2 separate regions of the Rattus norvegicus genome follow, and region 2 is linked to region 1. The links are chromatin contacts, called in public Hi-C maps. All regions are on one chromosome and are shown on one strand. The core of a region is the stretch at or near the end of the contact, and the rest is flanking DNA. Distances in the headings are between cores, read along the strand shown.

Evidence for each region. Hi-C and Micro-C count contacts between places; a contact is called where the count stands out from the background.
Region 2: a Hi-C map of Schwann cells shows a contact between it and region 1, with 2.8 times the contacts expected there. The contact joins two enhancer-like sites. A contact is called at or near these places in 10 of 12 Hi-C or Micro-C datasets (the A7r5 cell line, Schwann cells, frontal cortex and 5 more).

Annotation. Positions count from the first base shown.
Region 1 is chr1:249,149,806-249,155,360 of GRCr8, forward strand. Sorbs1 (sorbin and SH3 domain containing 1) reads right to left here. Exons shown (of 32, transcript NM_001421361.1): 7 at 2,973-2,999; 8 at 2,737-2,849. LOC120097534 (a long non-coding RNA gene) reads left to right here. Exons shown (of 2, transcript XR_005495044.2): 2 at 595-4,398. Among named protein-coding and RNA genes, the nearest start is that of Pdlim1, 110 kb to the left of the region's middle. Within about 2 kb of position 3,221, at least 5 of the 93 cell types and tissues checked have an H3K27ac peak or open chromatin away from gene starts, as enhancers often do. A contact at or near this core is called in Schwann cells, where this site is marked.
Region 2 is chr1:249,320,041-249,325,595 of GRCr8, forward strand. Aldh18a1 (aldehyde dehydrogenase 18 family, member A1) reads right to left here. Exons shown (of 18, transcript NM_001108524.2): 18 at 5,042-5,555. It overlaps LOC134485237 (a long non-coding RNA gene), which reads left to right. Exons shown (of 2, transcript XR_010063263.1): 2 at 1,467-1,619. Among named protein-coding and RNA genes, the nearest start is that of Mir6317-1, 26 kb to the right of the region's middle. Within about 2 kb of position 3,336, at least 5 of the 93 cell types and tissues checked have an H3K27ac peak or open chromatin away from gene starts, as enhancers often do. A contact at or near this core is called in Schwann cells, where this site is marked.

The sequences.
Region 1 (5,555 bases), core at 1,971-4,470:
AGGATATGACAAGGGCAGGACCTGTCCCATTAGCTCTTCAATCTGATGAGGTTCGAGTGAGTGCTAGAACACTTCGTAGTCTAACTGACAATCCCCAGAAATGACAAGTGAACTAGCTCCCACCGTCAGGAGTGTCAAGAAAGCGCACAGGGCTAACGAGAAGAAGCAAGGAGAAAGTCATTTTGATATTGGCTCAGGTTCGCTTTGACTTTGCCCCAGAGTCTCTCGCATGTGACTTCTAGCCCAAAGATAGAAATCTGTTTCGATGGTTTTTAAACTCCATGCATGGAACCAGGACTGCGTGACATCAGGCACAAGTCCTGCTAGGGTTGTAACCTTACAGGGAGGACACTTCCCCAGAGTGTCCATAATGTACAGAGTCAAAGGACTTCCTGTCCTAGGCTTCTTTTAACTCTAAAGAAGGAGCTGGAGTTTGACTGAGCAGGAACACAAAGGAACAAGTAGTTTTTGGCTTAGTTTTACGTACTGTGGCCTACCCTGTCCACTGCCCACAAATGAAACTCAACTATCTTTTCAGTAAAGTGTGTCTATGGGAGAGGGACACTTCTCAGAAAACATGGTGTGTTCATATAGTTTATATTTCAGAAACTTCCAAGCCTCATCTCTACTGGGACTGACACGCCGATGATGACATCACGGAAAGGGACACTGTGGTTCCCTGGCCATGGGAACCCTGGAGGGTTGGGAGGAGTGAGCCCAGGTGGGCAGGACACAGGCCCGCCCATCCATCTTCTGGAAGGTAACTGAGCCCTTAAGGGAAGATGTTCTGCCAACAGATTCATAAACTCCACAGGGCTGGAACAAAGCCAAGAAGGTGCCTGGCCCGCCTTGCCTTTATGGAAGCCGGTGACTAATCATAGCAAGCCCTACACAGCTAAGATGGCATAACTTCCAGAAAATAAATCTGCAAAGTAATACAGGACACAGAGTTCCCAGCATTGGAGTGGGCGACTCTAACACTGAGCGTTGTAGAATGCATTTCCTATGTCAGCTATTCGTCTGACTCCCTGAAGACAGTGCAGGAAATGTAAAGTTGACCGACAGATCATGACATGTGCTGGTGGACATAGCACAGGATGCTCAACCTTACTATAAAGCTCCCCTTATAAACTCCCTGAGGGCGGTGTGCTGCACACTGGTCTACGTACAAGTGCACAATGAAGTTGTGCTAAACAGATTCTTCTTTACCTCCCCTGTGTTCTTTAGCCATGCAGTGCTGGGAAATAGATCCTGGGCCTTGGACATACCAGGCAAGTGTTTCCACCCCTGAAATACAACCCCGGCCCGGCCCTTGCTTTTTTTGTGTTCACAAAACCGAGAGGCACTGGAGGGTTAGCCTTTAGGCTAAGCCACTGATGGTGGAAGACAGTGTACTTAATGTTTCGACTGGATGCCGGCTGCGCTCCAGTGTGAGTATAGCAGCAGTATCCATACTTGAGATGGCTGCAAAGGAAGTGCTGATACCACAGACAGCGTATCATAAACTCAGAAAGCTCTCACATGGGAAAACTCTGACAAGCCATTAAACAGACAAACAACCTTCAGGAAGCCAGGCCTACCCACAGTGCCTGCCTCTAACCAGGGCCTGCGTGTACAGAGCTGAAAGTCAGGAGATAAGTCATGGCAGGAGGCAGAAAGGCTTAATGGTGCTGCTCAACAACAACAAGACAGATGAGCGGCAAGCTGCAGACCAGGGAGACAGGTCTACAGAGGGAAGATACTATCTCATTCCCTTGTGTGTTCTGGGCAACCTTCAGAAGGTCAGGGGCTTGAACCATCCAGTGGTCTTTTGAGCAATGGTACCTCCTACAGGAAGATGGCTCCATTCCGTGTAAGTGGCTCCTCCTTATAAAGCACCCTTCATACGCCACTGGAATGATAGGATCTATTCCTTTTATTAAAAATAGCAAAGTATAGTGAGGAGAATTTTTAAAAAGGTGGAAAACCACCTAGGAGCAACAACCAAAGCAAAATCAAGCCTACACTAAACTGAATAGTTGTAGAGGACTGTCTGCCATGAGATCACTATCAAGGCCTAATCCCTCTTCACTTCCAAGAGCAGATGAGAAGGTACCTATTCAGGGTGTGTGTGTGTGTGTGTGTGTGTGTGTGTGTGTGTGTGTGTGTGTGTGCATGTACGTGTGCATGTACGTGTGCATGTGTATGTGTGTTTGTGTGTGTGTGCATGTACGTGTGCATGTGTGTGTGTGTGTGTGTGTGTGTGTGTGTTTGTGTGCGTGTGTTGTGATTACTGTCCTCAGACCCTTGGGCTATGGATTTATGGTTTGGTCACAAATAGCTGATGTTAACCTGTCGCAGTACGGTCACTCGCTCGAACTCTGAAAGTCTCAGCTTTAGAAAGTTAGTGAGGTAAATACCAGAGACGCTCATGGGAATCTTACGCTCTCAACAGTTTCTGGAAAATAAGCCTAGACTTTCTCCTACCTGTTCCAGGCTAAGTGGATTCCTTCTTTTAGAACCTTTCCACGTGTATATCGAACCTAGAGCACAGCAGACCTGCTTCCAACACCCACAGAGACCAGCCTCATCCCATTCTCTTGTTCTCATTGAGCCCCGACTCTCCTACTAAGATTCTCCTCCTTAAAAAGCTATCCCAGAGAGGATCAGAGTCTGAATGCTACTCCCTAATCCAGCTGGAAGGCACAAGTTTGGGCTGCCAACGAGTCTCCACCCCATCTGCGTGCACACACCTACCTGGGGCTTGTCAGCCAAAAGGCTGGGATGCACACTTCTATAGCCCTTGGCAGCGAGTGGGGAGGGCTGGGCGTTGCCATTGGCATCGGCACTGGAAGAAAGTTTCCATTCATCTGAGGCAAGAAAAACACAAACAAACCCCATCACTCACAGGTAACACCCACCGGCTTCCCACTAGTTCAAGGGTCCCTGGTGCCCCCAAGGCCCAGAGGCTAAGAATGCAAGAAAAGCCATACCTGCTGAATGGTCCTCTGGCTCCAGGCCTGTGCAAGGAGCGAGAAAGATGAGAACAAAGAGGGAAGAACAGAACCGGTTATGTTTGCGGGAAGCAAGCATGAGACACACTGACTGATGAAAATCAGTGGCCCTCGTCTGACACAAAACTCCCTCAGTCAAGAAGGCCCGATTACCATAGGAACCCACTTGAGACCATGATGTGTTCACAGGCGCTGACCTTTGAGAACACAAGACCACATTCACAGGAATGAAGAAACAATTGTTCCTTGACATTCTTACTTTACAGACTGAAAGGCAACAGAGCTCTCCGCTGTCCAGCCCCCACCCCCAAGCCTGCTGTAGGCTCAGAACGGCCATAGAGGCTGACTGAAGGACGCCTCAGTGGCAGGTTTCTGTTTGGTGGGTTTTGCTTGTTTGTTCTTGGATCTGAGCGTCTCCATCACATGAAACAAAGTACAAAAACATTCACGACGCGGGCTGGACAGATAGCTCAGCAGTTAAGGTTTTGCTACACAATCACGGTGAGCGGAGTTCAGATCCCAGTACCCACATAACGAGTCAGGAATCCCACGAATGCCTATGACTCCAGCTCTAAGAGATCCGATGCCCTGCCCCCTTCTGGCCTCTGCCAAGGGGAGGCTGGGGGGGGGGGAATAAGCACACACAAATTTTAAATAAATCTAATAAAATCTAAACAAATCTAATAAAAATTTTTGATAAGAAAAACCCATACCCGACTTGATTTCGTATGACAGATCAGTCAAAGTGTGCTAAAAATACAATAGGCTCCATGTATGAAGTTATGTGAAACACAAATGAATCCCCTATTTAGGGTTGGGCTCCTTCCATAACATGCTCCACTATTTAGAATGCAAGCACTCCAAAATCTAAAAGAAACAGATCTGAAATACTTCTGGTCTTGAGTGCTTCAAATAAGACCCAGTGACTCTGTATGTGACCGTGCAGCACGGCAGGGAACAAGCACAGATAATCCAGAAAGGAAATGGGCTGTGCTTCCAAACACCCTTATTGATGGGCACTAAATTTTGACAGCTTTCATGTATCATGTAATATCATCTTTCTCTGCATTTTTCTAACAGTCATTTAAAACACGAAGGCCACTTAGGCAGCAGGCTAGATTTTGCTCACGGCCAGTTTGGCTACCCCTACTCTAACAGGCCGGAGCGAGGAGGAGGGAGGCAGCCAAGGGAACATGGTGGTGGACGTTAAGATTCCTCTCTGCACATTTACAGGTTGTTATAACTATTCTTAAGGGATGGATGTGTACAGGATTTTGTGTTGTCTAGATGGGCAAATTATATCTTATCTAGGTGGGCAGTTTATATCCTTATCAATTGGTTGTGAGTTTATTTATTGTGTGGATACACTGAGAATTTAACATGTAAATCTGATTGTTGGGTTACAGTTTATTGAGTCATGATTTTATTGGGTGGCTGGGACCAGAGAGTTCCCGGCTGGTCAGGGCTGACCAGGGCGACCAGTGATGGGGGTGGAGACACTGCTAGGGTTAGAAGATGCCTAGGCTAATGTAGCATGGCGCCACACTGGAACCAGCTGCTAGCTCCAATGGCCCACTGATGAGGGAACTCGAGACCACCATGATGTGTGGGAACCAGTTCTGCCACTTTTTTTATTTTTACCGAAACAAAGATCAGCAAACATTTACTAAGGACCTTTCAGGTGCCAGACAGTTACATTTTATACCTATTCAGTGTCTAAGCAAATGCTCCCCGTACTTCATGAGGGCCCAAGAGTTTGCATTTCTAACAGTGATGCTGAGTGGCAGTCTGCACACCCTACACTCTAACCACTGACAGAAGGCACAGTAAAAAACAGCCTTAGACACCCCAAGGTTCAGGGACCATCTCAGAAGAGGAAGCATAAAGAGCCAGAGGTGTGGATGACTACAAAGAAACAGTTTTCCTGACTAACTGGATAACTGCACATCAGGAACTTGTGGCAATTCGAGAACCATTCACAAGACCCCCAAGGAAGCTAAAGCCAGGAAAAAAAAATCTAAGTTCAGAGAGTGGGAGGTGTAATGAAGTTGGGTTACTCAGCTCTCTTTAGGGTGTGACCTCAGGTAGGATGACCCACAACACTGGGTGGGAAGGGAGGAGGGGGATGGATCTACCAGGAAGTGGGAAAGTGAAGGTGACCAAAAGAGACTGTAGGATATTCTCAAAGAATTACTGCAAATATTATCTTTAAAGTATCCTTATGGGGAGCAAGACTGTCACATCCCCAGCATGCAGAATTTCAGGGTGACTCGGTTATATAGACTCTTGTAGTAGGTGGCCCATTACATTCCTGCCAGTCCCTAACAGACGATTCCTAGCCATCTGCCTTCTTCAGCAGTCACCGAGTTGAACTCTCCCGGGGCATGTGGTTCATGAATGTTACTGTTATCGCATTGAACTGGCTTGTGTAACCGGAGCAAGTATATTAACCTCACCGAAGTTCGCATTTCTTATCTGTAAACTAAAAATCCCTCCTCATGTCCTCCGCCCAAGGTTGCCGAGGAATCTGAGATCGGCCATGTGAAGGTGACCACATTTGAA
Region 2 (5,555 bases), core at 2,086-4,585, 170 kb after region 1:
GGGACCCCTGTTGAAGGAATCAGAGAAAGAACTCGAAGAGTTTGAAGGAGCTCGAGACCCCTTATGAACAACAATGCCAAGCAACCAGAGCTTCCAGGGACTAAGCCACTACCTAAGGACTATACATGGACTGACCCTGGACTCTGACCTCATAGGTAGCAATGAACATTCTAGTAAGAGCACCAGTGGAAGGGGAAGCCCTTGGTCCTGCTAAGACTGAACCCCCAGTGAACGTGATTGTTGGGGGGAGGGCGGCAATGGGGGGAGGATGGGGAGGGGAACACCCATAACGAAGGGGAGGGGGAGGGATTAGGGGGATGTTTGCCCGGAAACCGGGAAAGCGAATAACACTCGAAATGTAAATAAGAAACACTGAAGTTAATAAAAAAAAACAAAAAACAAAAAAAACCACATACATACTGCATGTGTCAAAATATCACGTGGTACCTCACATGTATGTATAATTTTTGTTTTTACATGTCAGCTAAAAATTGTTTTCAAATAACAAAAAACCTTTTTTTAAAAAAAAAAAAGAGTTGGGGAAATGACCTAAAAAAAAAAAAAAAAAAGAAATGTAACATAGTTTCTATAGGTTCAGCAGCGAATTAAAAATGGCCCAGGTCTTTCTTTTGTTGGTGAGACAGCCTCTAGATGCAATTTGGTAATTCCTCCCTGAGAAGAATGGGACCTGTGAGACATGATTGTGTTACTGACAGAAAGTTGTCTTGCTCAGGTCCATGGGGCTAGACTGCCCTCTAGTGTTAGAAAGTTCAAGTGGCTCGGGAAACGAGATACAGGCAGCCTCATCCTCACAAGCAAGCCCCAGTGAATCTCCTGACTCAGCTTCCTCCATAGCGCTGGGAATTCAGGCTTAGGTAGCAACATCCTGGTTCGAAAGGTGATTCTAGTCCAAGTCTTCATGCTTATACAGCAAACATTCTTACCACTGACCCCATAGGAGTCCTTTCTAAAACCCAAGGCTTTCAAGACAACCACCCTTCCCAATACACTAGGTGGTGAGCCAAACTATTTATTATTTATTTCTAATAGTCTGAAGCTTGGGAAGTCCAAGGTCCAGGATTCAGTTCTTGGCGGGGGGCTTGCTTCCTGGCTTACAGAAGACAGTCTTTTTTTCCCATTAGTTTTAGCTGGTCCTTCTGTGTTCTTTGGGCCAGTTTGAAGGTATTTGAAGCCCATAAAATCAGTAATGACTAAACATGTGTGTGTGTGTGTGTGTGTGTGTGTGTGTGTGTCTGTCTGTCTGTCTAGGAGGAGTGTCAAAGATGTACTTAGCTTTCAAATGTTCACCCCAAGTCCCCACTCCCCACAACACCTGGGCATAAGTAGATGCCTCGTAGAAGGAACTGAAGCTTTGCAATTTAGCAATGGAAAGTACATCCCCGTTCCTCAATGGGAAACCCTCTGCCACTGTGACCGACCTATTGAATCCGTTATGTTTTGATAAGCTCTGCAGATGCTGCTGAAGACTCTAAAGCTTGAGGAGTCCCAATTTACAGAAACTTCTAGAGAGATAGGACCACAATCCTAATCCAAGCACGTCAGATTGTACCTCCGGACGCCGTCAGTTGTATAAACAAATACAATTATTTTTCTTTATACTCGTTTGAGTTGCACTTCCTGTTACTTGCACATGGAAACACAAGTACAAGAGGACTTCGTTATAACATTGCACAAAATATTACCCCCAAATGAAACAATATCTGTCCTTCTCAGGGTTGTTATTGTTGTGACGAAACACTATAACCAAAAGCAAGTTGGGGAGGAAAGGGTTTATTTGGCTTATACTTTCACACCGGAACTCAGGTGCGGAAGAAACCTGGAGGCAGGTGCTGATGCAGAGGCTACAGAGGGCTGCTGCTTATTGGCTTGCTCTTCCTGTCTTACTCAACCTACTTTCTTATAGGCCCCAGTACCACTAGCTCAGGATAGCACCAGACATGATGGGCTGGGCCCTCCCCCATCAACCACTAATTAAGAAAATGCTATACAGGGTTGCCTGCAGCCCAATCTTATGGACGTGTTTTCTCAATTGAGGCTGCCTGCTCTCTGATGACTCTAGCTTGTGTCAGGTTAACATCAAAACATCCAACACACAAACTTAGGGGCATCAGGGTAATAATGACACAAACACCATCTCATAGTTATACAAAAGGGATTTGATCAACAGGAAGTCTGAGCCAGTTAAAATTTCCAGATAACCAAAAATGTACAGAAACTTAGTGTTTTCTCAGGGATGTAAATTCTCCTTTTTTTTCTTTTTAACTTATTATTTGGGGAGATGGCATTTGCACTTACGTATGTGAAAGTTAGAGGATAGCTGGGAGGAATCAGTTCTCTCCTTCCATTGTGGGTTATAGGGATTAAGCTTGGGTTGTCCGGCTTGTGTAGCAAGCTCTTGGATCCCAAGGCTCTGCCCCCTCTATTCCTTGCCACACTGTATCTCTCGTGTGTAATTTCTGGAGACCTTGTTTCTCGCTTTGTTGCCATCCTCTCTCCTTCAGTCTTCTTAAGATCTCAGGATCACCCCCTCTTTCAGGCAACAAGCAACATTTCTCTTACTTTCTCTCCGTTTCAAACTCTAATCTCAGCCTCTTCAGTCCTTCTCAGTGACAGCTCCCCACACAGCCCAAGTGTCTAACTGTCTAGTCAGACTCTGTGCTCTGCACCACACTGTTCATAGAAAAAACCAGTCTGGTCTACTGGGGGGCAGCTGCAGACAGGATAGGAAAACCTGGCTTTGGATGTAGCCTCATCAGCAACAAGAAACTTCTGGAATTTGGGAACGACACTGAACTCGTGAGGAATCATAGCATGTGGTCATCTCTCCCTCACAACACTGTGTCATCTATCTTACCACCTATGTAGCAGGCACAAGTCCCAAGAACAAACAAGCTAAACTTCTCATTTAGGCCATGCAGTTTCCTGGCAGCAGAGCAGAGACTTGAACCCAGGCCCACTATCCAATCTTCTAATATGAAAAACAAAAAGCCAGCTCAAACTAGTTTAAGCCAAAAACTGAATTGCTGAGTTGAGTCTAGGAGTGTATTTCAGACACAGGTTGGAAGGAGCTGGGCTCACTACATGACCTCTGGCTTCTCCTCTGCTGGCTGACTTACACTAACTCTTCCTACACGGTAGGCAAACTGGACACAGTCAGCTTTAATCTCTTGGAAATAGACTTTACGGCCCCAGGAGACTAGAGCTTACTTTTCCTAATAACTGCATAAAAATTCTACCAACATGCTCTTTGGTCAAAATTAAAACCACATGCCCAGCAGAGTGCTTGGATTAATGAGGCCTGAGTCATGTGAGCATGGACTGTAGAATACGGGAACAATGTCCCGCTTTGAACCACGCCAACTGACAGGCCCATGACAAGACGAGGGAGAGACAGATTCATGAAGTAAGAGAAGGGTAGCCATACCACCTCCCATGTTGTGCTGATCACCTAATAATCTCCTAATGGCAGTATGTACCATAGTGTTGCCTTGGGTCGTAATCACAGAAAATCTACAACCAAGTAGAACTGCCGTTTGATTAAGAACATGAACCCAGGGGCTGGGGATTTAGCTCAGTGGTAGAGCGCTTGCCTAGGAAGTGCAAGGCCCTGGGTTCGGTCCCCAGCTCCGAAAAAAAGAACCAAAAAAAAAAAAAAAAAAAAAAAAGAACATGAACCCATGTGTGCCAGAGACTCTTTTCTTTTGTCCATCGTGGGAACCGGGAGACTCGGGGTTGGTTGGTTCTGTGGCATGTGTGGTCTAGGAGCTGGTGGTGGGAGGCAGGACCACAAGAGTAGCTTCTGAATAAGATGTCCCTTCCCACAGGACAACAGTAAACACTGGGCCTCCCAAGCAGGGCCACTTTCAAAGCCATGACTGCCTCCTACTCCCCTTTACATGTTTTTTCACTTTGAATGGAGAAAGGGAGGTTGTGGGTGGCCATATCTGTGGAAACTGACAGGGCTACAGTTTCTGTTGTGCCCTGCTGGTTGTTCTGCCTGCTCTTCCGAACATCCCTGTCCCTGACCCATGCTCTAAAAAAACAAGGCTCCAGGAGATGATACCAACGCCGCTGCTAGGACTTACTTTCTTGAAACCTATAGCCTTCTGCCCTACATCAGCAGCCCCAGACACTGCTCTCCAGACTCGATGGCTTCATCCTTGTCCTGCACCAACCCGAAGCCTGCAAGCCACACCATCGGTCAATCCCATCTTCCCCAGAGCCCACATGGCAGCCTGTGTACACAGTGAGCTCCCACAGGGCCCAGCTCTCTTGACTGCTATTTCAGACCCCTGGGGTATCTGTTGACTGGTGGAAGCTGGTTGCAGAATCTGGGTTCTTTTCAGCTGGATCTTGCTTATTGCCTTTTCAGGCAAGCTATGTCAGGCCCCCCACTTCAAGGGGCAGGGCAGGCTGGGTGCCTTGCCAGACCATGTAAGGGTCTAGATGAGAGATAGAGCCAGCGCCAGCCTGGGAACATGATCCACACGACACTGTAATTCTTACGCCTGTAAAATCACTCTAAGGGTCAGAAGCAGCATGTCGGTGAACACTCTGCTTCTTTTGGAGGCCTCCAAAAAATAAAGTCTTTGAAATGCAGACTGCAGAGTTCCAAAGACTCTAAGAATAGGGGCTAAAGGAAAGGGATTGAGGGGATTAGAAGTGTTTAGAGACACTTGACAGAAGAGTGAATTTAGTTAAAGCCACAGTGAACCGAAGATGTGGGCTGGTGACATGGTGGAGTGGAGCTTCGGGGATGTGACAAACACCAACGTGTTCATGTCATGCACAGCCCCAGGCATCAGATCATCATATAACCAGCCAAAATTCTTGGTGCCCACTGTCCTGCTTTCTTTTCCTCTCAAGGCCAGAGGGACTTCCACTGAAGTGCTCCCTCCTTCCCCCTCCGCTCCCTGCTCAAGCCAACTTCCAGGAACAGCATGCTGAGAGCAGGGCAAGAAGGGTCACCAGAGAGGGAGAGGGGAGACAACGGTAAGGACAAATAAGGGAGAAAACTTTGTGCATGTGGACTTTTGTAAGAACTTTATTTCTCAAAAAATGGGGAAAGAATCTAAAGTATTAAAATAATCTCTAGTCTTTGTCCAGGAGGTCAAGAATAGGATGACAAAATAATTCACGTAAAAAGGTCAAGCAATAATTGCCCATCTTCCTCCCACTTGTAGGGACATCCTGAAATTCATCCCTCCAGCGTGATGCTCAGATTCCAATTACCTTGAAGGTACCCTGTGTCCCCAGGCCAGGGACAGACTGTAGATGTAGAAGATGTACACCCATAACTTCACAGCCACAAAGGTCATCTCCCCGTGGATGTAGGTCGGTCTGTTTTAGTCTCCATTTCCAATGAAAATGTTAAAGGTTTTAAGGAGTTACCCTTCCTTAAGAATTCCCAGTCTCCCCTTCTGAGGATGAGCAGACATAAAAGAGATGGAATTCCATGTCGAGAGGCTGAGGACCAGCAAGGCTGGCCCAGTCAAACGCCCAGAGACTCCCTCACTGAGGTGTCACGGCAGACA